2 separate regions of the Bactrocera dorsalis genome follow, and region 2 is linked to region 1. Evidence: chromatin contacts called from public Hi-C data. All regions are on one chromosome and are shown on one strand. The core of a region is the stretch at or near the end of the contact, and the rest is flanking DNA. Distances in the headings are between cores, read along the strand shown.

Evidence for each region. A called contact is a pair of places that touch in the nucleus more often than the background predicts.
Region 2: a contact with region 1 is called in a Hi-C map of whole body, with 9 times the contacts expected there. The contact joins the enhancer-like site here to the promoter of LOC105227737 in region 1. A contact is called at or near these places in 2 of 2 Hi-C or Micro-C datasets (both in whole body).

What each region holds. Positions count from the first base shown.
Region 1 is chr3:85,092,149-85,096,719 of ASM2337382v1, forward strand. LOC105227737 (protein dead ringer) reads left to right here and starts at 2,094. Exons shown (of 11, transcript XM_019990858.3): 1 at 2,094-3,424. The coding sequence starts at 3,347.
Region 2 is chr3:85,139,615-85,144,185 of ASM2337382v1, forward strand. The region is part of intron 5 of LOC105227737 (protein dead ringer); the gene reads left to right. Among protein-coding and RNA genes, the nearest start is that of LOC105227737, 48 kb to the left of the region's middle. Within about 2 kb of position 2,602, the one cell type or tissue checked has open chromatin away from gene starts, as enhancers often do.

The sequences.
Region 1 (4,571 bases), core at 844-3,343:
ATTGACAAAGAAATAAAACACAATATATAAATTCGAAATTTATTAAGCCACAGCCAGTGTGCATAGCACATTTACGACTTATTTTAAACGTTTTTCTCGATGTTATACTTGTATTTTTAAATAATCGTACCGCATATTTCATTTTAAATTCATTCATATCTTTAAAAACATGAAGTACAAATTATAAATAAATGTTATTACAACTTTAAAAATAAAATATTAAATTTCACAGTTTAATGGGGAAGTAAGTATATGATTGTCAAATATCTTATAAAAATATAAAAGCTGAAATTGAATTTAAAAATTTTAGATTAATCTGGCTTCGTTATTTTCAAGTTTTTCAAAAAATTCCCAGAAGCGACTTTTTGGCGGCATTTTTAATTCTATTCATTTATAATTTATATGCATTTATAACCTTAAAAAGAATAATTTCCTTTAGCATGCGCAAAAAGCAAACAGATGAATTCAATATTTAGATAGAATTCAATCATTAAAAACTTACATATTGTTGTATTCCATGTAATATAAATATATATATGCACAACACCAGTAGAATACGAACAAATCAGTAAATTTAAATAGGTACGCACAACACAATTTTTTATTAACAAACAAATAGAAGTGGGAGTGAGCGTAAATGTGCAAGACGAATCACGAAGAACGAACGAATGAAGGGAACGACCGGAATGACGCGTTCACATTGTGAACGCAGCCACAAATCAGTTTGTGAAGTTCACAACTAAAAAATTTGATTTGTGGCTGCGTTCATAGAAGACATAATTTGTTTCCCAAGTTGGTTGGTTTGGTGGACGTCCGTGTCGTGCGTGAGGCCGTAAGTTGACATCGATGATTGATTCCGTTAACATCGATGTTGCGATATTTTTCGTATGGCAACATCGATATTAAAACATCGATGTTTTTGCTTTCAACATCGATGATCATCGAACATCGATGTTCATCGAGCATCCCTAGCTTGTAGTTGTTTTAATGATTGTTATATAGCCATGCTCTGTGGCGCGGTGAAAGGGCGAATGAGCGCCGTTGTGTTTGCTGCACGCGGATTGGTTGCGCTACAGCACGGCATATACCAACAAAGCGCAATAAAAACCCCCTTAATAATTGCCTTTTTTCGACTGAATATTGTTATGATATCCACATGTTGTTGTTGTTATTATATTAGTGTTGATGGCACGAGGCGCATAGCGCACAAATAAAGAGCAGCAGAAATCTAATAAGACGAAACCAGCGAATGATTGGAAAAGTGAAACGGTAACGAAACACTGGAGAGCGCATAAAAAGTTTCTGAGCGCAAGAGCGCGTGCAAGCAGAGAACGTACATTTATAAATTATACGTTCTCTGGTGCAAACGCATAGGAACAAATTGTGTTCCATAGCGCAACGCGCCGGACTGATTGGCATTGGCACACTGCGAGCGCAGCAAATAGGTGAAAATTTCAAATATATACTTACATACATACTTACATATGAATTGATATTGGTACACCTTCTTGTTTTTGTTTGCTATTTTCTTGATTAGGCGCGCGCAAGCTAGGCGCGCACTCTCTCGCTCTCTCGTGCATGCTCTCTTTCATGCATACGTGTTTATCAACGCTTATTGCTGGCGGCAATCAACATTTTGATCAATTATTGCAGCCAACCGCGGCCCCCAGCAATCTACCGACGCGGCAGCGCGCCACTTTTTTCTCCTTTTCTGGGTGGCGGTTTCGTTTATTGCTATCATTTTACTGCTGTTTGCCGCACACTACATATTCATATACATATGTATATGTATGTATGTATGTTTGCGCCTTTTTCTTGTTGGTTTTCGCATTCAATTGGCGCGTGTATCCGCATGCGGCGCTCTCAATTCCAATTCGAATCGAGTTTTTAGCGCGTCGCCGATGCTCGCCGCCGACGCTGTCGTCAGCGCCTCTGCATCACGTTGATTTGAATCGTAACAGCGAAGTGTTGCTGCCCGTGTTGTTGTTAAAGTGGGTATATTTCATCGACGCTCTACCAATTTGCTGCTCTGCTGTGGCTGCGCGCTACCTCTGCGTTGCTCCGCTTAGCTGGTTGTTTTGTTGGTCGTACTCATTCGTGTCTGGATCGTTGTCGCTCAAAGAACCACAATACTGTTTATTTTTTGCTTCAGCGAGTTTTCTGCCAATTTGCCGTTTATATTGGAATTCGATTGCGTGAAGGCGCTAGAGTGGCAATTTAGTGAATAATTGTGCAACACACAGGCGAGAAAAGTTAATAAAATTACTAATTACAATAAATTCATAAATTTATGAAACAATGTTATGCAAACTTAGCGGAGAAGAGTGAAAAATTATAAGAAAAAAAGAAATATTAAACAATAACAACAGCAAAGTGTGTGAAATTTATACGGAGAAACACAAAAAGGCATAGTAAAAACAAGTAACGGTGCAGTGCTTGTATGCATAAACACACATAAACAAGAATAGGTGACAAACAAACAAAAACGAGTGCAAATCATTTTATATGAAAAGTGCATCAAATTGTAGAAGACTTGGCAGTGCCAATTAGTAAACTTCAGGCGAGTTTTAAAAAAGGTATTTTGTTAAAAAAAGTAACAAGGTTAATAACAATTTTACAAAATAAGGCGAAAAATACTTACAATTTACTTTAACAACAACACCTATTGCAAAGAAACCTCATACCGAATGCAAATTACAACTACAACAGCAACAATATAAAAAAACCAACGTGCGCCAGCAGCTTTGACAACGGCAGTTTTGTCTGCGTCGGTGGCTGTGACGTCAGCGTTAGCGCAGCTGCATTGTTTTCATAAGCGCTGCGGAACATTTTTAACGGTACATCGTGAACTTATTTGTCATTTTTCTTGTAAACACCTGATCAACAGGCGCTGGACATTAAAATAAGAACGCTGTGCGTTACTGCAAGGCAAACAGACATACATACATACATATGTATATATTAATGGTTTCGGTGTGCGGGATTGTGTAATGTTGTTGTTGTGTAACACACGCAAATGATGTTTCTATCTTTTTGACTTATGCAATTTTCCAAAAATAAATTTGCCAATATTGAAGATTTTATAAAAACAACAACAAATTGATAAACAACAACAGCAGCTTGCAGGCGGTTTCGAGTGCGTGCAAAATCTTACAAAGCAACAACAACTAATTGAACAGCTGCTCAAATAAAGTGATTTAAGCTTGAAATATTCCTCGCAAAACTGTGTTTATGTGTGAGTGTATGTGTGGAAATACGCGTATTTTATTTATTGTGACAAATTTTGTGTAAAACGTGAAACTTGTGGCAAAATAAGAAGCGAGTGAAAAAATTGTTTCTTTAATAAATGCAATTGTATAATATGGATTGTACTGGCCGTCGTTCGAATCAAAGTGAACGTGATCCAGATTTAGGCGAAGATTTGGTAAGTGGCGCAACCAAAAACTATGAAAATTGTTTGTTAGGTGGTGTGAGTTGTGTTTGTGTGTGGTAATTTTTATATAAACAAGGAAAAATTTTAGCTTCCGCAGCATCGAAGTATTATAGCTTGATATGTGTATTTTTTATCGTATAAAGAGGTCAGCTTTTATGGCTGCTATATGAGATTATGATCTGATCTGAAACATACATACGTTCGACGATTGCTTCGTTGCCTTGAACCATAATTTATGCCAAATTTTGTGAAGATACCTCTTCAAATAAAAAAGTTTTCCATACAAGGATTTGATTTTAATTGAGCAGTTTGTATGTCAGCCATATGATATAGTAGTCCGGTCTGAACAAAAAGTTCAGGGTTTGTAGTGTTGCATTGGAAAATATTCTGTGTTAAATTTCGTGAAGATATGTTATCACAAAATGTTTCCACACAAGAACTTGTTTTCATCGATCAGTTTGTTTGGCGACCATATGTTATAGTAGTCCGATATCGGCGGTTTCGGTAAATGAGCGGCTTCTAAGAGTGAGAAGCACGTGTGCAAGGTTTCAGATCGATATCTACAAAACTGAGGGATAAGTTCTCGTATATACAGATGAACAGAGAGACCACGTCTCTTTGTGGATATTAAAAACTTCCTCGCAAGCTATTTCAGTGTATAAAAATGTTGACAAATCTCCGTAGCCGCAAATGGACTCTATATGTACAAATTCAGCCATAATCGTCAACTAGTAGTTAGTAGATTGTTTGGTTTTTTCACGAAAGCGCCATGTTGCCAAGATATAGCTAACACTGACTTGAGTGAGGATATAATGTAAAATATGTAAAAATGTAGAATTAAGAAACCATGTAGTGTAGTTCAAGAATTCAGCTACATTGAAGTCTGATTATATCACTAATAGTTTTAAGGTAAACGATACGAAATACGTAAACTTTTGTCAGGAACTTTATAGAAGCAAACAGTTCTTTTGGATTTCATATCCCTCCAAAAAAACTGAAAGCAATCGCTGTTTGTCCGACATATACTGATGATTCTTCAATTGCAACGAAATTGATCCCCTTATGTAATTGAAAATCGTAGAGATGAGTGTTTGAGATCGCTGGAACTATGCCGTGTATTGGTTTAGATAGTGAAATG
Region 2 (4,571 bases), core at 1,352-3,851, 48 kb after region 1:
TTTAAAGTATGCCACTTTATGACCAAAAATTATCCAAATTCAACAAAAATTGTTCCAGTCGATAGGTACCGAATATAGATATAAGTTGACTTTTTACCGAAAAAATCGGTCAATGTTTAAGATATACAATTGAAACTCAAAGAGAATCCTTTCCTGACAATAGTAACTTTGTGTATCAAAAATTGGTTGAATCGCGTCAATACTTCCCTGAGCCTCCATATATCTAATATAAAGACTTTCCAACTTCTAGGTGACTTTATGTTGGATATATCGACCAATATTTGAGTTATCACAATAAAAATGAAAGGGCATATTTTACTCATAAAAGTATATCTCTGTGCCTAAAATATATACAATTGAGTGAAAACCTGAACTACCCCCATATAACTATTATCAGGATTTTTGAACATCCGTCTGACCGACCTTGCTTCATTTGAGTGGTGATTGTATGTGAGGTACCTTAATAAATCCCAGGGAATATTCTTTTAGTATGTGGCATGATAATACGATAGTTAATAGATAAAATCGGTTCGATTTAGGGTAACTCCTATATACTGCATATAACGATTTTCGTTTTTCTAACTAACCTTATGTCGCATTTATCGGTCGGTGTATGAGTTATATATAGTAAATGTATATATAAATATGCTTTTATTCCGATACTCTGATTGACGCTTTACATCTTAATATATTTCCCTGGCTTTAATCCTTGCAAGTTGCAAGCGTATGAAATGTGCGGTTACGCCTGAACTTAGCCCTTCCTTACTTGTTTCATATCAACTTCATGCAAGGCACTGAAATATAGTCCACCAATGTGTGGTCATAGTACTTTATTTCTCTCGGTATGACTGTTGGCTAGTCGCTGCTTCTAACAAGGCCTGTCTAAATTGTTTTCTATTTTGTTTATTCTTGACTATTATTGTAAGAAAAAAGTTTCATTTCGTTTTATAAAATATTCATGGAATGAAAACAAAAGGCGAAAATCAATTTAGAACCCCTATTTATACTAGATATTTAAGAGTGTGTGTATGCTTTTGTCCTTTCTGGCTACCATATAGTACAAACTAGTTAAATCGCTCGCCAAAAGACATACTAACAACATTACAACAACAACAAAATATAGTGATTATTTTTACAGACAACAATTTCGGCGTCGAAAATATGAATTTAAAGGTTGCCAAACAATAGTCGAGCAAAGGAAATGAAGAAGGACCTACAATGAATATGGCAAAAATAAGGCGAATGGAAAAAAACTGTGAAATCAGAGATTAGTGGTGACGAGTGGCATTGTAGGACTTAGTTCGTTAGTTAGTTATAATTATATGCATATACCTAAATGTCTGTATGTATTTATGTGTGCATAATATGCAACAAGAATAAGGCAGCGCAATGCATTTTTGAAGCCTTGAAGGCATACGCAGCGAAGTGAGTGTGAGTTGTTACTTAGATGTAGACATACATACATACATACATTTGTATAAATAAGCAGATTTTAATATATGTAAGATATGGTATATACATATTTATAGGTTATTGTTATTGCAATTGCAATGAAATTGATATTTTTGGTAGTGCATTGTTTGCTTGGGCCAAGTAGCCTGGCATTGCACATTGTCTTGACGCGTCCTTTGCGGGGTTTGGTGCCTTGGGTCAGCAATAAATTAATCTCAAGTTGAGTTGTGCTAAGCTGAGATTGTCGGACCCTTAGGTTGTTGTGCTAAAACCCAAATATACAGAAAAAACATGTGTGTGTGTTGTTAGTATAAGTGTTTATGTGAGTACGTAGTGAGGCAATGGTCATAAAGTGCATAGAAATTAACATTTTGTGTAACGGCATGTATTTGCGTGCTGCATGTGTGTGTGTAGGAGTAATTTTGTTTCCGCCTAGAAGACAGTATTGTCTTGTCGACTATGATTGCCACTTCCAGGAATTAGAATATTAATTTGAACAGCAGCTTAGAATAAATGTGTGTATTTGTTATGTGTATGTGTGTTTTATATAAATATGTACATACATATGCATTTATACAGGCATATTTGTATTTAGAGATCATATCTATTTAGAGATTGTCAGCCGATCGTTTATTTAGCGCTGTCTCACTCACACACGCCAGCTTGCCGTGCTACTTCGGCTAGGTAGCTGAAGAATCAAATCAAACGGGGCCTAAGATTGTCTGTAAGATGGTCCGCAACGGTCTTTATATGCCACACAAATTTAGTTTTATATATACAAATATGTGTATGGATATATAAATATGTATGTATGTATGTGAGCTACTCTCTATCGCAGCGCATTTTGATTGGTCTATCGCTCGATTTTATTACCCTTATATTGTATCATCGCACGAATTGGCTCACATGCTGCTCGTTTACCCACAAATAAACTAATAACACACAAACACACATATACATATGTACATGTATGCACTCGTTCGCACAATTAAAATCGAATAATTCGAATTGAAGAGCAGCAGCGGTCGCAGCTCTCACTGTGTGTCTGCGCCTCTCCCGCGGTCATCACGCACATATACACACGCACGCAATTGCTTGTGATGCAAACAGGTTTCCTTCATTGCTTGATTTCTTCGGCATCTTTGGCGTCGCTGTCGCAGTCGCTGCGTACGTCAGCTGCGGCTGCATTGCGGTGGCCGCCTTTGCCGTGGGCTGTGCGCTGCTGGCCTTCCTTCATTTTTATTGCTTATGCATGCCGCATTATCAGGTCATTTTCCAGAAGTGTCGCTCTTTACCGTTTCTATATATTTTTATATAAGCATAAATATGCATGTGTGTGTTTGTTTGTGCATCCATTCAACCTTTTCGGCGTTTGATGTCCCTCACTTAGATATTTGGATGAATGGTCTGCGCGCTCTATCGATCTGCCTGCTTGCCTGCCTTCTTTGCATCTCCTTTTCGTACGTGTGTGTGTGTGTATGTGGATTTATTGCCGTCATTGTGTTTGTCTTCTGCCTGCTGGTGTGCGTGGCTGTGTGCGTTTATGATTGTTATTTTATAATGTGCATCTTGCAGTGCATTCAGTTGATTGACGACCTTTGATATCGCAGCATCGTCATCGCAATCACTCGGGTGATTTCGTGTCTATATCAAAACTCATCAATTTGTCGCTTTAATTCGATTTGATAGATTTTACACGGTAGCACGGACAGTCGGAAAGTGGAAATCGAGGCGATCACTTCGTGCGTTGTGGCTTCCTCGGTTTTTATTGGTGTGTGTGTTGATGTGTTCATAATATTAAATGATAAGTACATTTATAGAAAATTAAGACAAATCTTGTAAATTCAAGTGATTAATAGACAGAATTTTCAAATAACTTTTGTGCAGTGTTAATTGACATTAAAAATAAATAATTTAATTATAGTAAATGTGAGTGTTTCAAAGTGACAAACTATTAGTACACAAAAATTAAAAAGTTTATAAACCAAGAATAAAACAATTTTGCGAATATATAAAAAAAAAAGAAAAACAATTTTGTGAAAAATAATTTTAAAAGGAAAATTTAGAAAAAAATAATTATAAAAAACAATTTATCAAGCGTCTAACGGCAGTAGAGCGTGCTTGTTTGTGTATGTGTTCAGCAGTGTAAAGCAAAGTTTATGAAACCCAACAAAATGCTGATTTCAGAGGATCAAATACAAGAGGTAAATTTTATAGCGGACCAAGTATTTTAATTTTTTAATTAAATTTTTTTATAATTTTAAATAAAATAATTCTGTAGCAATAAAATGTTATACAATTCTTGTAATCAAATTTTTATAATTTTTTTATTATTGAAATTTTCCAAATTTAAATCAAAATTAAAAAATTTCATAATTATAATTAATATAATTAAAATAATTTTCATAATTATAATAATTAATTTGCAAAAATTTTATAACTAAAATTAAAGTAAATTTTTGAAATAAAAATTTGATTAATTTTCCAAATTAAAATTAAAATATTTTTTTTTTAATCATTATAATTAAATTATTGTAAAATTTTTTAATAAAATTTTGTGATTTCATAATTAAAATCTATTTTGTAAAATTTTTATAATTGTAATTAAAATAATTTTTCGAAGAATTTTTATAATTAAAATTAAAATCCACTTAAATAAAATTTTGCAAAATTTATATAAATGCAAATTCGTAAAATTGTAACTTTAATCCAAATTATAAGGAATAAGTAAATAAAACGGATTCACAAAACAAGCAAATCAAAGCTGAGAGGTAACTGTTTTTCATGAAAGCAACAAAGCTGGGCATTCGTATATGGAAAAGCACAGGCAAACAATGCCTTAACCCTGGAATGCAACATGTAAACCTTTAATTTTTGGGCTTAAATTCGGTGATTTAATTATTTAGGTCTAAAAACTTCAGTACTAGCTTTACAAAATCGATGCCTTAAACATTGAGTGCAATATTTAGACTTTTGGCCGATTTTGGTTTAAATTCACGATTTCAGGTTTAAAAATTCACTACTAGTTTTACCAAACGAAAATTAAGTCTTAAAATATAACAACATATATGTATAGAAATTTATAAAAAAAAATCAAGTTTATTCACATTTTTATCAGT